Linked DNA regions of Cricetulus griseus: region 1 is linked to region 2. A link is a contact called in public Micro-C data. All regions are on one chromosome and are shown on one strand. The core of a region is the stretch at or near the end of the contact, and the rest is flanking DNA. Distances in the headings are between cores, read along the strand shown. Region 1 overlaps Stk39 (STE20/SPS1-related proline-alanine-rich protein kinase). Region 2 holds the start of Stk39 (STE20/SPS1-related proline-alanine-rich protein kinase).

Region 1 (6,361 bases), core at 2,181-4,680, 110 kb after region 2:
CTTTGTTGCCAGAAAATTGTGCATGATTTCTGAGAGTATCTGGCTCCTATGAAAACCTGGCTTCCCACTTTCCCACTTTCCTGTCCTGGTCCCCCCTCCCTGCTCCACGCCACCACCATTCCCACCATCACATGTATACTGTTGAAACAGAACAGCATATACTGGCTCTCCTGTTTGTATTAGTACTCTGTGTACTTTTGTCAAAGGCTTTGTTCCCAGAACAAGTGCTCTGTGTACATACCAGCCTTACCTAGAAAGCCAGATGAAGCTGTTCTGCAGTTGTGGTGGTGAGTAGATGTTAGGCTTGGTGTTTTCTGCTTCTGGAATTTTTTTTCCTGAGCTCAAAAGACATTTCGCCATCTGCTTTTGACTTTAAAGTAGATGTTCTGAGCCGGGGCTGTGAATAAGTATGTGAATTTCAGGTGAACTACGGACGATGCATTGAAGAGGCATTGTCCATGTGTATCCTTCTCAGGGATTTTTCTAGCTTTTCAGATGTATCCTGCAGGCAGGTAGAATCCCGAGACATTGAAAAGTAATAGCTCTAGTTTACTTGGCTCACGGATTTAAAGCCTTTAGTGTGAGAACCTAAGTTTTTCTCAAAGCAGCCTTTATCCACATTGTTATTTATAGGTAGCATGTATTTACTTAATATTATCAATTTGTAAGATCATTTTAATAAAAGCAAAGCGTTGATTTCTTTGTTCAACTTCATTTGGGAAATATGAATTAAATTGAAATTTTTATTTTTCAAAGCCTTAGAATAGTCCCATTCTCTAGCCATCGGTAGTAGGCATTTGACAGTTCACTTGGCTCTTCTGTGAGTTACTGCAGTGTAGTCATTCAAAGAATTTTAGAGTAGGACCCGTACATGCCAATTAAATTGTATGGCATTTTCGAATAAAATGGTTTTTCATTGCAAGTAGCAGCTGGAACAAAGATGCCATTTTTCAATTTATTTACTTGTAACTGATGTCCTGTTGGGGACTGAATATGTTTAAATGTAAATAAAGTCAGCATATGTCCACTTACGGGACTAGTTACAAAGCTCCTAAGTCACACCGTGCACAACAGCGCTGCAGATCTAAAGCAAACCCCCATATGCTTTTGGTGTAGGTTTTTGCTTGAGGATGTTCTTTGTAATTGCTTGCACCCTAACAGTCAACAAAGGGGACCAGCAAAAGACAATTATATCATAGTATGCTGCCTTGTGCTGTGTGTTGGCTACCCCCCCCCCCCCCCGCCCCATTTTGGGCACACAAGGTCTTACTATGTAGCCCTGGCTGGCCTGGAGACTCGCTATGTAGCTCTAGGTGGCCTTTGGCTCCCAAGTGTTGGGATTAAAGGCACACATTACTCCACCCTGACCTTTCTGTCTGCCACTTCACTCTCCAGGGATACCTGGCGTGGCTGTTAGCAAGAAGTATTATAGTCCAGAGCAGTTTTTTTTTTTTTTTTTAAATTTATAAACGGCACGTACTCTATATGCAAAAATACACTTGAGGATGCACGCATTAATAAGCAGATGTTCACTGCTGTCCACTACAGAAATTATTTTTGCATATTTGTCTATATGCATGTACAATATACCAAATTAATCTCACATATCAAATTTCTAAATATATGGTAAGGATTAGGAAGAGTAATATGGTTTTGGCCAGTGAGAATGGCTCCACTGGGTAAAAGTGCTAGCTGCAGAAAACTGAAGGATCTGAGTTTGATCCCCTGAACTTACGTGTAAGAGCCTGATATGCTGGAGTGCATCTGTAATGCCAGTGCCAATGGTGAGGCAGGTGGGTGGCAGACAAACACCTGCAAATTTGTGAGCCAGCCAGCCTGTGTTATGCAGCACTACAGAAACAGCAAGAGAGATACCTCTGTATGGTGGAAGGAGAGAACCAACTCCCGAAAATTGTCCTCTGACCCGCACATACAGGTGCACGAATGTACACAGACACATGCACTCATGTACATACACAATCATAAATGATACAAAGGAAGAGATTATTTTAATTCTGCATACCATTCCATCTGCGCTTATGAACATTATGCAGGAAGCAAACTTTGGGGGTGGGGGAAACCCGGTCTTTGATGACTCAGCCTTTCCTTTGTGTGGTGGTTGCATGAGGACATACTAGACTTGTGAATTTTGTGTTCCTGGTGTGTGGGTTTGCTTTTAGGATTTTGGCCAAGGTATTAACATACACTGTTTAGTTTAGGACATGGTGATATGGAATGGATTCATTTTTCTTTCCTTAAGAAATTGACTTTTGAACATCAATAATTTAGAATTAAATGGGCTAGAAAATCACAACAAAAATAGAAAAATAACTATATTACATTCTACTCTTTCTCCAGTTGTGTTCTTGTTAGTGATTAAGAAAAAGAAAACTTAGGTAAAGGCTAAGACATTTCATATTCAGGGCTTTTGAAATGTGTTGATGCTTTCATTGGTATGATATTTTTAAAAATGGTGACTTTAGTACCTTTTTAGTAGAAGATGTCATATGGTATGGTGAACTTGCTGGCCCATTACCTCTAATAGCATTTCTTCAGCATAGATGATAGCAGATGACTTATTTCTGAGACAGCTTCATGGACGTGTTTGCAACTATTCATCACCACCCCAGGGCCCACCGGGGAGAGATGGGATGAGTTCAGAATTTATAAGCCACACAGAACATAAAATAAGGTTGTTTTTTTTCTTTCTTTCTTTCCAGATTTTGGGGTCAGTGCATTCTTAGCAACAGGGGGTGATGTTACACGGAATAAAGTTAGAAAAACATTTGTTGGCACCCCATGCTGGATGGCCCCTGAAGTCATGGAACAGGTAAAAAAAAAATATATATATATATATATATATATATATATATATATATATATGCTGCCTTGATTGTTGTAGTACAGTGATACATGTCATTGATAATATGTACACAGTGTGTCTAATTAATCTGACATAACACACGTCTGATGTCCTGTAGTTGTAACATTTCATTTCAGTCAGTCATCACAGCAAAATGTATCATACAACTTAGATTTCAATTCTGGATTGCCAGCGAGCCGTTAGCAAATTACGTTGACATTTTTTTCTGTGTTTAGCTTTGGGTATCTAACGTAGTAACAGATGTAACCATGTGCCACAGACCTGCGGCATCATTGTGAGTGCTCTTTCCTTATCTCTCTCTTCTCAGGTGAGAGGCTATGACTTCAAGGCTGACATGTGGAGTTTTGGAATAACTGCCATTGAATTAGCCACCGGAGCAGCGCCCTACCACAAATACCCACCAATGAAAGTAATGACTGCCGGGGTGACTCGTCGGGTTGGAACTGTGATGGGGGTGCATGGATTCTTTGGTTCTCCTGAACATGCTTATTTTCCTCTTAGACTTGTGGGAGTTAGTGGAGGAATGCAGCCAAGTTGAAGGCTGACTCATGTTCTCATGCCCCAAATTAACAGAGGTAGTGCCGTACGCACCCTGCTTTGCGACTCTCAGTACAGAGTTGAACAGATTCATAGCTCCGACTACGGACTCTGAAAGAGCAGGACAACCTCAGGTCTCCCAACAAGGTGTAAGAAAGTTGTTAGAGGGCTATCATATTTGCTGATGGATTTCAGGCTGCCTTTTTTCTCCTTTTTTAAATAAAGATAGTATGTAACGTTTCAGCCTTCGTGTACAGTGTGGTGGTGTGGCTCATCTGATATGAGTGACTCACAGTGTTTTGAAGCAGCATATACTTTAGGGGACTATTTTCAGGTTTTTGTTACTCTTTTATCTGCTCTACCTCTGAGAGGGGTCACAGCATTTTTCATTCCCCCAGCCAGACTTCGTTTAGAGGCTGCAGTTATTCAGTGGAAATTACGGAGATATTCCACCACCAAAACTCTATGCTTGTTTTGTTTTTCATATTTTAAGTTTTAGAAAATTTAAAAGAATTAAAATCTGATGGCACAAAGGTTCCCTAGTCACACTGTTTTAAACAGTGGGCAAAGGGTAGAGCTTAGGAAATGCTTAGGAAATGTGAGGTTTTGGTTTGATGCCCTGGCTGTTTTCCAACCTCTGCCTCCCAAATGTATTTTCTTATTGTAGAAAACGTGGAAGTACAAATAAGAATCGCAAGGGAGAATAATCACCCACGATTTCACCAGCCACAGATAATCTCTGTTAATGTTTTAGTGTTGTTAATTTGCTATTTTTCTTTTAAATTAGTTTTGGTGATTATGCCCAGGACTTCACCCGTTCTGAGCACAAAGTGCCGTGGAGTTACACCCTTACCCTGTTCTATTTTTGTGCAAATGTTTAATACAATTAAGATGTCAATGATATACTTAATGCATATATGTGCATCTCTTTATCTCTAAGATTGTTCTTAGTAGAAACTTTGAAACTGAAGTGTAAACCATAGAAGAGATTTTTATGGAAAAGATACTAGAGTAATTCAGAGAAGTTTGTCCTTTATCTGTTTTTTTTTTTTTTCTACTTGTTTATTTACTTCCCTATCTCCACTTAGTTTTTCCACCTGAATCTAAAGAGGCACTTGTTAATCTCAGCTTGAAGTCCTCCAGGACTTTCTCAGAGTTCACAGTAGCCCACATCCTCCTCTTGGCTGTTGTCCTCCACAAACAACAGTTACTTCTATCATTCATCTATTCAGGTGTCTCAAGTGCTTGAAAGGAGTCCTGGCATGTATAGAATTTGCATAAATTAGGGCTGATTTATGCATTAGGGAAGTCTGTTCATTTTGTAGGCCAATAGTGTGCTATGTACTCACTCTGCTTGTTTTTGCAGTAAATGATTCTTCTAGTATGAAAGAGTTGAATTATTGCCTTTTGACTTGAAGCTGTAGTTTGTTTTGTCCCCTGCCACATAGCACAGCTTTTGATATGATTATAGTTTTTTTGTAACTCATAATTATATTATGCCCACCAGTATCTTATTCTTTCAATTTTTACCAAGCCCCTTTAGCAGTTTTCCCATTTTGTTTTCTCTTTAAGAGAAAATCACGTTACCTCCTGGGATGCTGTGGTTTTATTTTTAGGGTTGCTAATATGTTGCAGGAGCCTTGAGTACAGCGGGTTCTGTACTTATGAATGGCCTTCACACTTGAATGTCCTTTTCTCTCCCAACCACCAACCACTCTTTCCCAACCAGCCTGTGCTGCAGCAAGTGTTCCCTGAGGTCCTGTGAGAGCTACTTCCCAGAAAATTCTTTCCCTGTGGCTTTGGAAGACCATTCTTAATCCACAGAGCAAATCTCCTAAGTTCTGTCCATGAGAATAACCAAGGTTAAGGAGGCTGTGGGCAGACTTGCACAGAAAAAAATGGATCCTTTCAGTCCTCAAGTTTAGGACTATTCATTATGGGAAAAGCATGCTGGTAACCCAGCCAAGGAAGGACTTTGATGCTTTTGTGAAAGAACAAACTAAAAATTCCATTGTCACTCACATTCAACACAGACTGTCTCCACCTTTCTTTTGGCTGCAGGTGCTAATGTTGACTCTGCAAAATGACCCGCCCACTTTAGAAACTGGAGTAGAGGATAAAGAAATGATGAAAAAATATGGCAAGTCCTTCAGAAAGTTACTTTCACTGTGTCTTCAGAAAGACCCTTCCAAAAGGTATGTCGGACTTAGTTTAGGAACTAATGACCTACCTAGTTTGGGTCCTGACAAAACTATGCTTGTGGATATGGAAAGGATATCTTGCTGTGGCTCCTGGCTATTGTTAGTGTACAACAGAGTCTGTGGGGGAGAGAGGCCAGTGTTGGACAAGGGAGGGAGGAAGACGAATTGGTCTTGCTTGCTAGGTGTAGGCACTGTCACCAAAAGAAAGGGAACAAAGCAAAAATCAGAAGGCATTGGCAGTGGTTAGGGAAGCTGGGTTGATACCCTGCACTCCTAGGTTGAGCTGACCTCTCAGGATCGGAACATCTGGCTAGCTCTGGTCTGAACCAGTTAGTGAATTTTGCATGAGCTTCCTTCTAGTTGCAGAACAAGTTGTGTGGGCTATTTAAAAGATTCTCATCGGGGAGGGTTGTGGGGGGTCACCTAGAAAGATTAATCTCATAAAGCGAAGCAAATGGCTTTAAATTAACTTAATGTTTCCTCTGTATTCTTATGTTACTGCCCTGCATTGATACAACTCATTTTTTCTTTTTTGGATCTCTTTCTTCCCTTTTAATTCTGGAACTTGGAAATGCCCCTGACATTGACAGTGGAATCCAGAGTCCTTTATCACTTAAAGGAGAAAGAACTTCAGTGATGCAAATCACAGACAAGCCTTGCTCCTTGTAGGGATGTGGCTGTGTGTGCCATTTTACCAACAGATCTGGAAAGTCTTCTGTCTATCCTAGTTCACCTAAGC
Region 2 (6,062 bases), core at 1,301-3,800:
AATCACAGATTTGAATCAGACACAGATCACTTAGTTCCCCACAAAGAACAACTGTTCCTGTCACAGACCTGTCTCCTCTAGTGGCTTCTCTAATGGTTACCAAAATGACAACATGCAAGAGTGTTCCATGAACCCCCTCCTTCCACAGGTAACTAAGTTTAAAGGACATCTAGTGTCAGAGGCCTTTGTCATCAGGCTTAAATAGGAAGAAGAGAACAAGGCCTTTTAAAACTATATAAAGCATGAGATTGAATCTTTAAGTTAATGTTTCCATAAATAACCAAAGAAATTAGTACTTGTACTTAACACTTAAGAATATAGGTATTTAAGAGGCATTTGATTTTGCCTGGAAATTGATCACTAAATTTAAATTGTGTTTCTGGTCAAGGATACCATGAAATCATAAATCTTTTTCAATGCATATAGGAATCATTTATTCAGCGATTTGAAAGCAGAGAGGGAAGATAAAGGTGCATTGTTTTCTCTTTTATTTATTTATTTTTCTCATTTATGTGTTTGCTTGTTTATTTATTTATCTGTTGTTGTGACAGAGCTTTTCTGTCTAACAGTTCTGACTGTCCTGGAACTCCCTCTGTAGACCAGGCTGGCCTCGAACTCACAGAGATCTATCTGCTCCTGCCTCCCAAATGACGGGATTGTTTTTTCTTTACATTCAAACCAGGGTTTTTGAACCTCAGCCATGTTTTGTGTCATATTAATTTTTTTTCCCGTGGTAAACGTCCCTTTCCCAGCCATAATATTGGAGCTTTCATTCCTATGTTGAAACCCAGTCTTCAGTTTAAAATCACTAATAACCTTGAGCTCGTGATAATTCTTACAAATGGCTTCCCTGGTTGCCATTTTGAAAGCAATGGGCTGGGGGCAGGTATCTAGTCTGACTAGGGGACAGTTGTTCTTTGTGGGTAGCAAAGTGATCTGTGTTTGACTGGGACCCCTGAATCATGTTTTCTTACCATGTCTAAAGGCTCCCATGATCAAAAGTCAAGATATGACTTTCTATGAGAAGTAGGGGGCATGCTCAATTAATCTTTCTTGCTTTCCTTTAAAAGCAGTCCTTAAAAGTTCTTTGGATAGGAGCAGCTCATGCATTGGTAAACAGGGCAGGCAGGGCTTGTGATGAAGAGCCGCCCCCCACCCCGTGTTCATCAGAGGCTTAGATTTTGTTTATAAAGGAGTGTAGTCTTGACAGCAATTAAAATGAATATACTTGCTTTTTAAAAATAGCATATCTGCATAAAAGGAAGCACACATTCTTAGTTAAACGTGCGAGTTGCTATATCATAACTCTTCCATAGTGTTCTAAACTTACCATCAGTTTGCATCACTGTTTTCACTAGACAACTGGTTCTTCTCCTAGCAGAAGTCGACGTTTCTTCTGAATTATCTTATAAAAAGTTTAAGATCTTTATTCCTTTAAGAGTTTGAGGGAGTATTACACGTGCTTTGTTCTTTCTCAAACTTTGCTGCTCCCTGAGACCCCATCAGCCTAAAGCCAGCCACAGAACCAATAAGGCTACTGAGTCACAGCAGCATTCCAGCCAGAGACAAGAATCATTTCATCGTGGTCACTCTGTGAGGGAACAGAGTTGAGCATTCAAATGTGACACCTGCAATTAGAAGATCTCTGGTTTTGCCACAGCTATTTTAAAGATGAGGTAATTTGGGGAGTGTTGAAAAAGCAGCATTTATTTAAAACTTTCCATTGCAGTTCATTTATGACCCAGCAAGTATCCTTATGTTCTGTCAAAGAAACTTGCTAGCTGGTCTCAGGGTCTTAAAGGGTTAATGTGACTGTTCATGTATTTATTTGTACTTGGTATTGAACCTAGGAGTTTATTAGGCAGGCACTATACCACTGAGCATGGTATTAAGTACACAAAAGGTGCTGGGGGGTGGGGTGGGGTGAGGTGGGGTATAGAACCAGGAACCTTAGCACACTAGGCCAGCGCTAGGTTATACTCCTAGCCCTTCTCCACTTCTTGTAAATTCACAGCCCCTGACATCTAAGTGGGATTTGAACAAAAGAACAAGCCAGGGACTCGGGGAGTCGGGTTTCATTTAAGATCAGCCCCGCGATTCCATTCCGCAAGGTGCGAAAGGGATACTGCGAGGTAAAGCACCGGAAAGTTACAAGTCGGGTTATATTTTAACCGGCGTCCTACAAAACCGACGCCGTGTAGGTGTCTCACTCGCTAACTTGTAAAAGAACTCCAGGTTCCTGAGCCGGGGAGAGTTAGCCGGCCGAGAACCTGGCAGCCGTTCAACGACCCCGCCCTCGGAGTCCCAGGGGGGCTTCTTCTGCAGAGCGCGATTGTCTAGGGCGGAGGTGCCGGGAGGGCACGAAGGGAGTGGGGTGAGCCCCGAAAACACCCCCGAAGCCGCACGCCTCTTCGCTCCTGGAAACTTCCCCGGCAGCGAGCAGGGCGGGAGGGGGCGGCGGTTCCCCACGGCGCCGAGAGCACCGTGCGCGCGAGGTTCGGGCGCGCGGCGGGCGCGCGGCCGCCGCCTCCTCCCGTCCCGCCTCCGCCGCGCAGCCTCCTCCCTCCGCCCGGCTCGGCCTCCGGCTCCCTCCCCTCGTGGCAGGCTCCGGCGGCGGCGGCTGCGGCGGACGGGGAGGGCGTGCGCCGGCCGAGAGGTGTGGGCAACGAGGCTAGGGAAGTTTCGAGTGGAAGGTCGTCCGTCCGCCCGCCGGCGCGTCCCCTCACTGTCCTCCCGCAGCATCATGGCGGAGCCGAGCGGCTCGCCCGTGCACGTCCAGCTTCCCCAGCAGGCGGCCCCGGTGACAGCAGCGGCCGCGGTGGCGGCCCCGGCGGCCGCGACATCAGCACCGGCCCCGGCTCCGGCGGCGCCCGCAGCTCCGGCCCCGGCTCCAGCGGCGGCCCCAGCCTCGGCCCCGGCAGCTCAGGCGGTCGGCTGGCCCATCTGCAGAGACGCGTACGAGCTCCAGGAGGTTATCGGTCAGTGAGGAGGGTGCTGCGGGGCCGGTCCAGGCCGGGCTCCGAGACTGGGCGGGAGTGGGTGCGGGATGCGGTTTTCCTGCCTTCCTGCACGCCCGGAGGCAGAGCGGCCGGCTTCGGGGCCTACCGGCTTCAACAGTTATTTTATTGTATTTTTTAATTTTTAATTTATCCCTTCCTTCTCTGAGCGCGGCTGCTGCAGGAGGTGGCGCGGCGGATGTGACTCGCACTGCAGACGAGCTGCATGCTGCAAACTTTTATCTCCGGGATCGCCGGGGCGGTGGAGCTGGGACCCGGTAACGCCGCATCCTCCTCCCTCCCTCCCCCCGCCCCGATAAGCTCGGGGGCCGCAGCCCGTGGCGGGTGACCACGCGGATGGGCTGCTGGGGCGGGGTGGGGATGCGGGGGCGCCGCCCTGGGCTTCCTCGCCCCCGCGCCGCGCCGGGTGCAACGCGTCCTGGGAGACCCTGCGGGCGCAGCGGCTCCTGTGCCTCCTGCCGTGACCTATCGGTGGGTAGCCCGTCCACGTAGTAGCGGCGGAGGCCCAGGCTCCTGCCCAGGCCAGGGAGGATGCTGGCCTTCTGACAGCCGCCGCCGCATGCCGGTCCTGAGACCCGGCTCTGCGCGCGGTGTGCCCGGGTACCTGCCTCCCTCCGTGCAGGCGCGCCGCCTGCTGCTAGCCCCGGGGCCGGACAGCGGGCGTGCGTGCTGGCTTCCTGCCCTGTGCCGGGCGTATCTGCTGAGATGAAACTCGAGGCTGTCCGCGATCCGCGCCCAGCCTTTCGGTGTCTCCTAGGCAGCTCACTAATATCATCTTATCTTACATTTTTAAATACCTGGCAAAGTCGAAAGGGAAGAAGCCGGCGTTTATTTCTTTGAGCCAAACACGTGAAGGGCTAGGGGATTGTGTTGTCCTCCAGCTGAGAACCTTACCTACAAGATGATTCAAAGTTAAAAGTTTTGTCAGTGAGCCCTGCTGCCAGGCAAAGTGGGCCCCCCCATCATGTAACCATATGAACTCCGTAGTGGGGTTGTTGCTGCCCCATAGTCTTGATATTTAAGGAGAGAGAAAAAAAAAGGATTCAAGTTATCCTAGTTTTTTTCCTTCACTTTAAAAGGTTTCTTGATTTTTCCTACTTGAAAAATTACAATTAGTATAATTTCACTGGGCACTCAAAGGAGCCACTTTTATCTCCCGTGTGAATGAGACCGCCAGAAATGCATACACGTATGTATGTATGTATACATCTATGTTTCACAGGCAGAGGTGTGCCCACCAGCGAGTGTGTAGTGATGGTGTACGTTGGTGTATGTAAAAGAAGCAAGTAGTCCTTATAGATATTTGTAGACAAGGTTCTTTTAGTATATTTCATAATTTTTAGCTGAAGACTCTAGGGATGAATCATCATGACACTGTCAGGGTTTAATAACCCCAGGAGCTTTCAAAGCCCAGAGTCCTTAGTGAAAACTGTTTTTGCCTGCCATGTAAGTCTTTTCACTCTGAACTTCTTTGCTGCCTCTCCTGTTTGTGCATTCTCCCAGCGATTACTCTGGGTCTCTGCTGTCCTACAAAGGCTCTGGTGTTCACCTGCCACCTTGGCAGGCTCTACCCTTTGAATGCCTACCATACATACACACATGGACACACACACAAATACACATAACATATATTGATGCTGATGAGTGAATCAGGGACATTACTACTGAGGTAAGGCTTCCATCTCCAAGGGGTCTCCTTTGCCTAGAGAGTCTTCCCAGAAGCTTTGGTCATAGTTTGGTGGGCCTTTCTGCCCCTCTTTTTTATATACTCCATAGTCTAATCTCATAATTTTTAATTGCTAGTTGAGGTCTTAGGGCCTTCCAAATTCCCTGCATTTTGGTGTCTAGTAGCAATACAAGGATAAATAAACAATGGTCCCTGTCCTTAAGGACTTCATGAGTTAGGAGACAAGGATAAATGGTCCTTTAGGGTGTGCTGAGTGAGGCTGGGGTGAAGGGAGGCAGATGCTCTTCAGAGAAGAGTCAGATAGGATTGCCTACTGGTTTTGAAGTCTGAGTAAGGGTTTGTAAAGTGCTTGATTGTTTGTGTAGCTGCTTTCCCTAAGAAACAGTGGATTCCCCTATTTACACCTCAGAGTCAGTTGGTCTCTTCTCCCATGCAGGTTTCCTTAGGACCAGAACAATTTACATATAACTAATTTATATTCCTATGTGGTTAATCATTACGGTTAGAATGTCAGCTTTGACTTTGGAAACAGTATTTTGAGTTGGCCTCTTTTGTGAACTAAGGAATAAAATCATTTTAGTTTAAGTTGGATCACTTGCCAGGCCTTCTCTGCTTGTGTTAATGATGTTAATTATGGTTGCTCAATTTTAGTGAAGACGAAAGAAAAAAGGGAATTTATTTACCTGAGGAATTCAAGAGATGAACCGGCTTATTCCATGTTGGTTTTACACATTTGTGATGTGAGAGGGCTTTTGTATGCTTTATATGGATCTCATGTTTTCCCATCTAAGAGATGGCTATTTGGAAACCCCTGTTATTGAAAAATTGCTGGAATAGGGTTTTTCAAGGACTTAAATGTTTATGGAGAAATACAAACCCATTCCCATTTGGCCTCTCATTCTGGTTGAATGATTCAGAGTGAGTTTGTGGTTAAGCACTTTGCCTTAAACATTATATTCAAGAGGTTAGCAGTACAAATACCAAACCCATTTGGAAGTCAGTGCCTGTCCCTGCCATACAGCAGGTGGCCTAGGAGGTGACTCCAGCAGTGTGAACCACAACCAGCAGGAGGCTCAGCTGTGCCAGAGCCTAAAGCCCGGGAGGGAGGGAGGAAGGGAGGCAGGCAGGGTGCTTCAACTTCCAGCGTGGCACAGAGCTCAAGGGCCTTTCTTCTGTTTCCTGCTGGGAGCAGGACAAGGCCTCGGGATTAGGAGAGGCTAAATAAGTTTTCTAAAATCTGAACAGACCAGGTTCAGTTATTTAAGTTCTTCTGTTGTAGAAAAACAAACAGAGGGTTTTCCAACTCTAAAAATAAAGTTTTGTCTTTGTTGCATTGCTGTTCTGTTATAAAAGCCATG

What was found. A called contact is a pair of places that touch in the nucleus more often than the background predicts.
Region 1: a Micro-C map of the CHO-K1 cell line shows a contact between it and region 2, with 4 times the contacts expected there. The contact joins the enhancer-like site here to the promoter of Stk39 in region 2. A contact is called at or near these places in 5 of 8 Hi-C or Micro-C datasets (the CHK-Q cell line, the CHL-YN cell line, the CHO-K1 cell line and 1 more).

The regions. Positions count from the first base shown.
Region 1 is chr6:106,838,916-106,845,276 of CriGri-PICRH-1.0, forward strand. Stk39 (STE20/SPS1-related proline-alanine-rich protein kinase) reads left to right here. Exons shown (of 18, transcript XM_027420256.2): 6 at 2,721-2,830; 7 at 3,192-3,293; 8 at 5,483-5,616. Among named protein-coding and RNA genes, the nearest start is that of Stk39, 110 kb to the left of the region's middle. Within about 2 kb of position 3,431, at least 2 of the 6 cell types and tissues checked have open chromatin away from gene starts, as enhancers often do. A contact at or near this core is called in the CHO-K1 cell line and fibroblasts, where this site is marked.
Region 2 is chr6:106,732,703-106,738,764 of CriGri-PICRH-1.0, forward strand. It overlaps Stk39 (STE20/SPS1-related proline-alanine-rich protein kinase), which reads left to right and starts at 2,551. Exons shown (of 18, transcript XM_027420256.2): 1 at 2,551-2,978. The coding sequence starts at 2,744.